Linked DNA regions of Hordeum vulgare: region 1 is linked to region 2. The links are chromatin contacts, called in public Hi-C maps. All regions are on one chromosome and are shown on one strand. The core of a region is the stretch at or near the end of the contact, and the rest is flanking DNA. Distances in the headings are between cores, read along the strand shown. Region 1 holds the start of LOC123450284 (protein N-lysine methyltransferase METTL21A). Region 2 holds the start of LOC123450264 (fasciclin-like arabinogalactan protein 11).

What was found. A called contact is a pair of places that touch in the nucleus more often than the background predicts.
Region 1: a contact with region 2 is called in a Hi-C map of seedling, with 1.8 times the contacts expected there. The contact joins the promoter of LOC123450284 here to the promoter of LOC123450264 in region 2. A contact is called at or near these places in 2 of 6 Hi-C or Micro-C datasets (leaf and seedling).

The regions. Positions count from the first base shown.
Region 1 is chr1H:500,176,666-500,181,025 of MorexV3_pseudomolecules_assembly, forward strand. LOC123450284 (protein N-lysine methyltransferase METTL21A) reads left to right here and starts at 1,578. Exons shown (of 2, transcript XM_045127620.1): 1 at 1,578-2,344; 2 at 4,280-4,360. The coding sequence starts at 1,634. The coding sequence ends at 2,308. LOC123450273 reads right to left here and starts at 1,438. Exons shown (of 4, transcript XM_045127611.1): 1 at 1,033-1,438; 2 at 83-192. The coding sequence starts at 1,378.
Region 2 is chr1H:500,040,993-500,045,642 of MorexV3_pseudomolecules_assembly, forward strand. It overlaps LOC123450264 (fasciclin-like arabinogalactan protein 11), which reads left to right and starts at 3,018. Exons shown (of 1, transcript XM_045127608.1): 1 at 3,018-4,231. The coding sequence starts at 3,169. The coding sequence ends at 3,987.

The DNA.
Region 1 (4,360 bases), core at 328-2,827, 130 kb after region 2:
ACCGGACGCGTCCGCGGGCGTTTAGGGGGTCGGATTTGGTAAATACGGCTGTAGATGCTCTAGCATAGTAGCAGATACGTACCTCAAAATCTGGTGCTAAATCATCCTCTAATATGAAATTGTCGTCTTCAAACCAGGACATGATCCCTTCCCCTTTAGCCTCAAGCATAGATGTAGAAGCCAGCACAAAATCTAGAAAAGAAACATAGATGAAAATCTTAGCACCACTAGAATCAAAGCAGTCTCATAAACAATGGGCCACATCCTAATCAGCGCATTGTGCTACGTTCAGCGCACAAAAGCATAATCCAAATATAGATTTTGCCAAAAAAAATTAGCATCGCTTCTAATCAATCAAGGGACATATGCTCAATATCAGGCCTAATACGAACACAGCAACTAATGATGAAATGCAAAGGATATCTTGATGTTTGATACACTCGATTCCAACTTTCTAAGTCCTGGTGTTAACACAATTAGGAATAAAACATCTTACATAAGCGTTGACAGCACAGATTTAGTCATACTTGAAGCAAGGATTGCAAGGATCACCAAGCGGCAAACTGAATAAGCTTGCCAAGTGAACATAGTGGCAAATGACATAATCCATACTCAATTTACAGAAAAAAATATGAAACAGAGGGCGAGTAGTGGGTATGCTCTAATCATTCATTAATCATTATTGTTGGAATTTTCAACGCTGCACATATGAATGTACAGGGTATCTTCTCAATCCTAACCCTAATAAGAGCACAATAACTACAACTGAAATGCAAAGGACACCTTATCATGTTTGATATACTCAATTCTAAGTCGCGCTGCCATCAACATGATCAGGAACAATTCAACAAAGCAGCATTCCTTACTTTAGCAAGTATTCGCATTACAAATCTAGTCATATTTAGATTAAGGATCGAACTGATGATGGCCGAATTGGCCTAAGCATGGTTGAAACGACGAACTGAATAAGCTTACTCACTGAACAAACAGTGACAAAAACAAAACATGTTGAGGCTGGCAGCGATAACTCACCAAATGGCGAGTCCTTGGAAGCGAGCCGGCTGGCCGCGCCGAGGCCCCGCTCCTCAAGGGGCTGCGCCCGGGCCTGCTCGAGCAGGAAGGCGAAGTCTGCGCCCTTGCTCCGCGGCGCCACCTCGCCGGCCCATTCCGCGGCGTCGTCGGCATCGGGTTCTTCCTCGAAGCGGTCCCAGTTGGAGGGGAGGTTGCGGCTGCGAGGGCCGGAGAAGGAGGGGCCACCGCCGGCTGCGGCGGCCTCGCGCTTCTGCTTGTGCGCCGCGGCTGCCGCGGGGGTCTGGTGGGCACGCCGGCCGTGCACCGTGTGCGAGCGCTTCGACCTCGCCGCCGCCTTGGGATCCATCGGGGGAGCAGCGGAGCAGAGGGGAGGGATTGATATTTGCAGTTCAACCCCTAATGCTCTTCATCAGAACTACTGTGTACTCCCGAGGATTTCTATGTAAATTTACAGGGATATATTCACAATTATACACTTTCACGAGGGCCTTTAAGCTTCTACGAGACTACGATACGACCCCAGTACAGTTCCACAGAGGACAGAGCAGAGAGCCCAGGCAAAACCCTTCCTTGGCTGGCTTGACGGGCGGCGGCGGCGGCGATGCGGTTCACGGCGTCTCCGGTGGTGGAGCTGCCGGTGGGCGGCGCCGTGCTGAGCTTCGAGCAGGACAACGACTCCTTCGAGGTGGGCACCTCCGTCTGGAACTCCTCGCTCGTCCTCGTCAAGTTCGCCGAGCGCTGCCTCGGCGACGAGGCGCTCCCCTTCGCCGACGCGCTCCGCTTCGAGGGGGCCCGCGCCATCGAGCTCGGCGCAGGGTGCGGCCCCGCCGGGATGGGGCTCTCCCGCCTCGGCCTCGCCGACCTCGTGCTCACCGACACCGCCGCCGTCCTCCCGGCCCTCCGCCGGAACCTCCGCCGCAACCGCCGCCACCTCCCGCGCGCGCCCCGCCTCGCCCAGCTCCACTGGAACTGCCCCGCGCACCTCGCCCAGCTCGCCGCCCCGCGCCGCTACGACCTCGTCGTCGCCGCCGACGTCGTGTACGTCCAGGAGTCTGTGCCCCACCTCGTCGCCGCCATGGACGCGCTCGCCGACGCCGAGCGCGGCGTCGTGCTCCTCGGCTACCAGATCCGGTCCCCCGAGGCGCACCAGGCCTTCTGGGACGCCGTGCCCGCCGCCTTCCCGGTGATCGAGAAGGTGCCCCGGGAGCACCTTGACCCGGAGTACGCCTTCGAGGAATCCGACGTGTTCGTGCTCCGCAGGAGGCCGCGGCAGTGAGATTTTGCTCTATTGCGTCAGTCATTTACATAGCAGGTTTGCAAGAATTGCCTATTCCAGTTCAAAAGCATGAGCATTTAGTTGTGATGGCCGATGAAGGCCGCTGATATAGGAAGTGATGAATGTTTTGGCTTCCATGGGTTAATGTTTAAGTAACATGTTAAGTTTCACTTTCACCTATGTTTTGTGGTGTAAACATGTCGGATTTTTCATGTTCATGATCGTATTTGTCTGTTGCATTGGGTGATCGACAAAAAGGAAATTCAGTGTGTAGACTTAATGGAATTGTGGTCACTATGCATCTTAACACTCAACTTCTGTGTTGAAATCAAATCTTCTTTGTGAGTGACACTCTGTCTTGATGAACTGATGAAATGCCCCTCTTTCCAACTAGGGTAAGAGATTAACTGAATGTGACTTTAAATTAAGAGATGGTAATTGACTCAACTTCTGCGTCGAAATCAAATCTTCTTTGTGAGTGACACTCTGTTTTGATGAACTGATGGAAAACTGGAAATGCCCCTCCTCCCAACTAGGGCGAGAGATAATGAATGTGACTCCTCGGGTATGCAAAATTTAGCAGAGTACACTGAGAGGATTCTGCCATGTCCTCTATTGTTTAAAGCAAATATGTTGCCGCTGTGGTTTTATGAAAGGGTGTTAGCATAATAAGATTTTTTAAAGAGCCACTAGTTTTAGCCTTTTGGGAAGCGAGGTGCTTCTCCGGCTTGAACTTAAAAATACAATGATTCTGTTTCTGTCCATGTAGTGCCTTGCACATCGAACCCGTGTTGTATGCTGATTGCGCCCTTGATGAGGCTCCAATCAAGGGCGCAATCAGCATACAACACGGGTTCGATGTGCAAGGCTCAGTTCAACCAGGATGTGTCGTTGAAGCCTGGAACAAACCATGATGCCGAGTGACTTGCACTTAGGCATGTGTCGAGCCTGAAGTGTGCCTCTTGCTTGGGTGATGTCTCGGGGAGCTGTACCACGAAGAGGCATCAACGATTACACAGTTTATGCTCTGCTCATATTTGTCACATTTTGTAGGGAGTATGGTCAGCCTTATGTTGATCTTTTGGGAACTTTATTTAGATCTGTCTAGGATTAAGACCTGAGCATGGACAGACCGACTTAGATGGCCCTCTCTGGAAGCAATCAGGTGTAGCTTGGGCTCCAGTTCTCCACCCAAACCCGGTCCAAAAGGACAAAACTTGATCGGATATAAAGTCTTGTAGATACAAGATATACTGCCTACATTTCCACATGAATTTGCATATTAGGTCTCACATCAGAAACATGATGTTCTTTGTGTGGGCACCTCTGGTCCTATTTCATCCGGTACCTCCGGGTATTTGGATTCTTCAAAGGTAGTACTCCTGTCCCAAAGTAAGTGTCATTGATCTAGTATAAAATTTGTACTAACTTAGTACTAAATCTGCGACACTTATTTTGGGATGGAGGGAGTATAAGTTATTATAGCAGCTGTATATGAACATATACAGCTATGATGCCTATGATGTTTAAAGACAATAAGTTATGGTCGAAAGGAAATTGTATGATAAGTGCAGTAAGTAAAGCAGCTGTATGTGCCGTTCATGCTGTGTTCTGGCTCAAGCTTATGGACAGTATTTCTAAGTCAGATTGCATTCTGTAAACCAAGGTAGGAATTTTATGTTTACAAACGGCTTCGAGGGCACTGCTGACCTTCTGGCTTGCATTAGCTTAGTGAGCATTGGGTTTTGCCCTGTTGGTCGATCGCGGTCTTGGGAAGTGGCAACAACTGGTTCTGGCTTATGACCATAAACCCTTTGGCTTGTGTCTCCGCGAGTACTAGCCGAATTTCTGAATGAAACCTACAGTACAATATAAACCCTTTGGCTTGTGTCTCTGCGAGTACTAGCCGAATTTCTGAATGGAACTTAGAATACAAATGTAGCAACTGATTGTTTTTTATGGATGTTCCAGGGGGTGTACTTGTGGACAAAACGTCAAGGAAAGAAGAGTTCAAGGTCAAGTTGGTCTTGTCTGGTGGCAAGGTGAGTGTAT
Region 2 (4,650 bases), core at 1,768-4,267:
CCGGCGAATCGAAGCTTCTTCGGCTGCTGCGGCTTGCCTAAACGCCTTTCCCAACGAGGTTTACGGTGGGGGCATGCCACTCTTCCGCCCGACAGCCGCGAGCCTCGGCTGTTCTTCCGATCATGCGAAGCCGCCCGCATGCCGCGCGGAGCTCCCGACGACATCCGACCGTCTCTTCTGTTGTGAAGTCGCCGCCACCAACGGCTGGCCAACCCATTCCGCATGGCGCCCGGCCTGTTTTGCATCTAACATTTACATCACCTATTGGAGTTGACTATTCAGATCGTCGTTTTACATAATCCGTTGGAGTTGGGTCTTTCTAAATATGTAAAAAAACACCTATTTTTACATCTTTAAATTTACATCTTCTATTGAATATGCTCACAATAACTATTCCATGTGTAAACTAAGATAAAGAGTGTTTAAATAATTAAAATAGTGATTTATATGTTTTTATATTAGTTTATGAAGAAATTTATATTTAAAAACAGAGAATTAGTAATTAAATAAAATCTCGTTAGGAAGCAAGCTCCCGTATCGAAGGGAGCACTCCGTAACGGCTACTCACCGGCACCGCTGTTGTCGTACGCGAGCGATCTCGATCCCTCTCACCGGCTCTGATTTCTTTAGTGCTCTCAGGTTCAGAGCCACAAGGTGGCATGGCAGCCGGTGCTTGCTTTTGTGTTACTACTGTTGTGAGATTCTTTTAGCTGGGTCAATTAGTTTACCTCGCGTGGCTCAAGGAGAGATCGATCTTGCAGCAGTTGGGAAGCAAAGTCCACGACCACCACCACCACCACCAGATGCTAGTCCTGCACCCGCTAAAACCGATCAGGTGAAGTAGATTGTTGTCAAACAAGTCAAAGAATCGCATTGCTCGGGATCGATCCATCCCGTGAAGGGTGAAGCCGATCGAAGAGCAAGCAGCCTAGTTGATGGGCGCGGTAGGTGAGTGCGTACGTACAGGTACAGTTGAATCCTGCTCCGGCAAATTATATGCCCAGTCACATCGCCGGGCTCCTCTACGCTGCCTCTCTTCTTTTTCGTTTTTCAGGGAAAGCAAGTGGCTGGGCAGCCCACGGGGAGATACAACACATTTCTGTCGGTAGAAGGATGGAACGAGCTGCATATACTGGTCGAGCAAACACTACACATTTCTGTCGGTCGAGCAAGAACTGCTATATGCTGGCCGAGCACCAGCCTATCTGTCTGCCTGCCAGTGCCAGATAGAGTTTAGCCAAGTTTCGATCATTCTTGCTCCTGTTTGAAGTCGTGCAAACGATTCAGAGGAAGAGACCACACAAAATTGGAGGAGCGAGCACTGTGCATGGCAACACGGCTGGAGGGAGGATCATATTTCAGTATTTCCTTCTTTACCTGCCCGTCGCATGCAGCGGCGGCACGCCCAGTCGTCTCTGCTGGATTACACACGCTCGTCTCGATCCATCTATCTGTATGAATCTACCCATGTGCAGATCAGCAGATGTGCTGTGGCGCAGTGTCACTGAGCGAGTGATATGATCACGGCAACGGCAACGGCCTCTTTCACCACCAACCAACGTATCTGCGGCACATGCCATTTTGTCATGTCATGTCATGGCCATGCTAATATCAGGTCCGAAGAAACTGGCCATCACGCACCACAACTGCATGCAATGCAAGGCTGTACTTTTAAAAACCGGTGCCCTACCTGGATTAAATTGCATTCAACACCTACATCTGAAGACTTGATTTCCTGCTTCTGCTTCTTTTTTGTTTTGTTTTGTTGGAAGAGAAGAAGGCCTTGATTGATCCGATCGACACTGCGTCTTGAAAGACGCCGTACTTCATGGAGAAAGAGAGAGATGATGTACAGTAGGTTTTTCTGTTCTTGGAGCCGTATCCTCTAACTTACAGAAGGATCGTCAGGATGCTACAGTGCTCAATCGGTCAATTAGTTTAGGTCACGCGATTTGAGGACAGATCTTGCAAGAAGGCAGTGGCAAAGCCCAGGCTCAGCCATCATCATTTTTCAAGAAATCCCGCAGTCAATCAGACAATAAGCACCTGACGACCCAGAAGCTAGCAAATGGACAGGCCTTGCGAGAGCAGATCCTTCGGCCAGATTAATCAGCCCGAGAGATTCGTCAAAATTTCCAGTGATAAAAGAAACGGAAGCGAATCATTGGGGGGTGATCGAGCGAGGGCCGAGTTTGATGAGCGGTAGCTGAGTACAGCTCCATCCTGCTATTCCCGGCGGGCAACTGTATCTGTATACGCCCATCATCACAGACAGCTTCTTTTCGTTTGTTTTCTTTTTCGGGCTCCCCACTACAGGTGTCGCCACATTTCTCTGTCGGTCGAACGAACGGATCTGCTGATGGCATGGCGGAGCACGCAGTCCGTCTGCCAGAAGAAAGAATCATAGTCATGTTCAGTCAGTGCACTCCCTTTTCTTCTTCATTCAGGTTTGGCCTCCGCTGGCGATTTCAGAATCAGATCGTGGCAACAATTTCAGAGCAAGAGACCTCAAGCAGCAGCAGCAGCAGCAGCAGCCCATGTGAGTGACACAGTGTGATCCCTGCAGCTGCAACGGCCTCTTTTCACCAGGAACGAGCATTTCTTCACATGCCATTTTGTTCGTCACGGCCATACTAACAGTCGGCCCAAATAAAAGAGAAACAAAAACTGCCCACACTGTCCTGCATGCAGTGCCCGCCCATCACGCACCGCCACACCTGCAACCAAAGGCTGCAGCAGATTGGATTCAGCGCCAGCATCTCAAGACCCTCCTTTTAATTGTTTTGCTTACTTTTTCAAAAGAGAAGAAGATCGACTTGAAGCTCATCTGGCATGTCTACTTCTACTTCATAAATATTTTGGCAAAGTCGATCTGCATCTCGAACGATTCCGCAGCTGTAATCAGCTGATGCCTCTTGTTAATAGGAATATAATCTGCGGATCGCCACGGCCAACTTGGCCTTAATCTTCTCCCCAATCCATGCGCCCCCACTACTATCATGTCGGTAGCCATATCACCCGGTCATGGTCAACACTATTACCATCTTCCCTTCCGATCTCACCTCGTCACCGTGTCCGTCCATCTCCATTTATATGTCACATCACCCTCCCTGCTTTCAGCACTCCACACTCTCAAGCTAAGCTAGCCAGCACCTCGATCTAGCAGCAATGGCGTCGTCCAGGAGAGCCGTCCTCGTCCTGCTAGCCGTGGTGCTGCTGGCGGCGGCAGTGCCGGCGGCGCTGAGCCAGAAGACGACGGCCCCGGCGCCAGAAGAGGCGGCGCCGGACGCGCCGGCGGCGGGGACGACGACGCCCAAGGTGGCGGCGGCGCCGAACGTGACGGCGGTGCTGGAGAAGGCCGGGCAGTACACCAAGTTCATCCGGCTGATGGCGTCGACGCAGCAGGACACGCAGCTGAACGCGCAGGCCAACGAGTCGGACACGGGCTTCACGGTGTTCGCCCCCACCGACAACGCCTTCAACAGCCTCAAGCCGGGCACCCTCAACTCGCTCTCGCAGCAGGACCAGGTGACGCTCGTGCAGGCGCACATCGTCCCCACCTTCTACTCCATGGAGTCCTTCGAGACCGCCAGCAACCCCGTCCGCACCCAGGCCTCCGGCACCGACGGGCCCTGCACCGTCAACGTCACCGCCACCAGCAACAGCGCCGTCAACGTCTCCACCGGCATCGTACACACCACCGTCGGCACCGCGCTGCGCGCCACCAGGCCGCTCGCCGTCTACTCCGTCGACAAGGTGCTGCTGCCCATGGACCTCTTCGGCCCCAAGCCGCCGGCGTCCGCGCCGCTGGCCCCGGGAAAGAAGCCCTCCTCCGCCAAGGGGGCAGCCAAGGCGCCCTCGGGGTCGGACGAGGACGAGGACGACGAGACAACCCCGCCCGCCGGTGCGGCCGCAGCCGTCGGCGCCGGATGGAGGAGCCTCGTCGCCATGGTGGCTGCCGCCGCCGCCGCCGCGTGCCTCTTGTAAGAAGAAGAAAATTCAAGCTGGGAGGATCATTCATGGTCCATGAGACCGACGGATCGATGGAGACTAGCTGCGTGCGTGCATGCTGTGCATGGATTTGGATAGGTTACTACTACTTCTTGCTGGCTGCTTCTTCTTCTGATCTTCTTCTTTTGTTGTTAAATGTCCATTTTTGTTCTCTTTCTTTTCTCCCCCTGTTAAGATGGGCTTAAGATGTGATAAGATTCCTCGATGTTCCACTGTTGAATCATGGCGTTGTTGGACGGTTAAATTCTACTGCTGCATTTGATCTTAGCTACTGTAGTTCATTAGCAGTGCAATTATCTTCTACGTAACACTCATCACACGGAATCCGGTGGTCGGTGCTGAAAATGAACAGTTAATGCTCCCACGAGGAGGAAAGAAAAATGTTGTTGAAAAAGTGAAGCCACAAGTAGATTGATCTTCCATCGATCTGAAACACTGTAAAGGAAAATAAGATTTGGTGCTGGTATTTGTTTTTCAGGGAGAGAAGGAGCTTTTTTAGAGCAACTTGGTGTCAGTAGTTGTTTTATTGAGAGCAACTTGGTGTCAGTGGATCTGAGCATTTATCAAATTTTTTTGTAAGACAGAGCATTTATGAATCCAGATACTCCAGCAGGGAGTCGACAAATTAAGCCTGGTTGT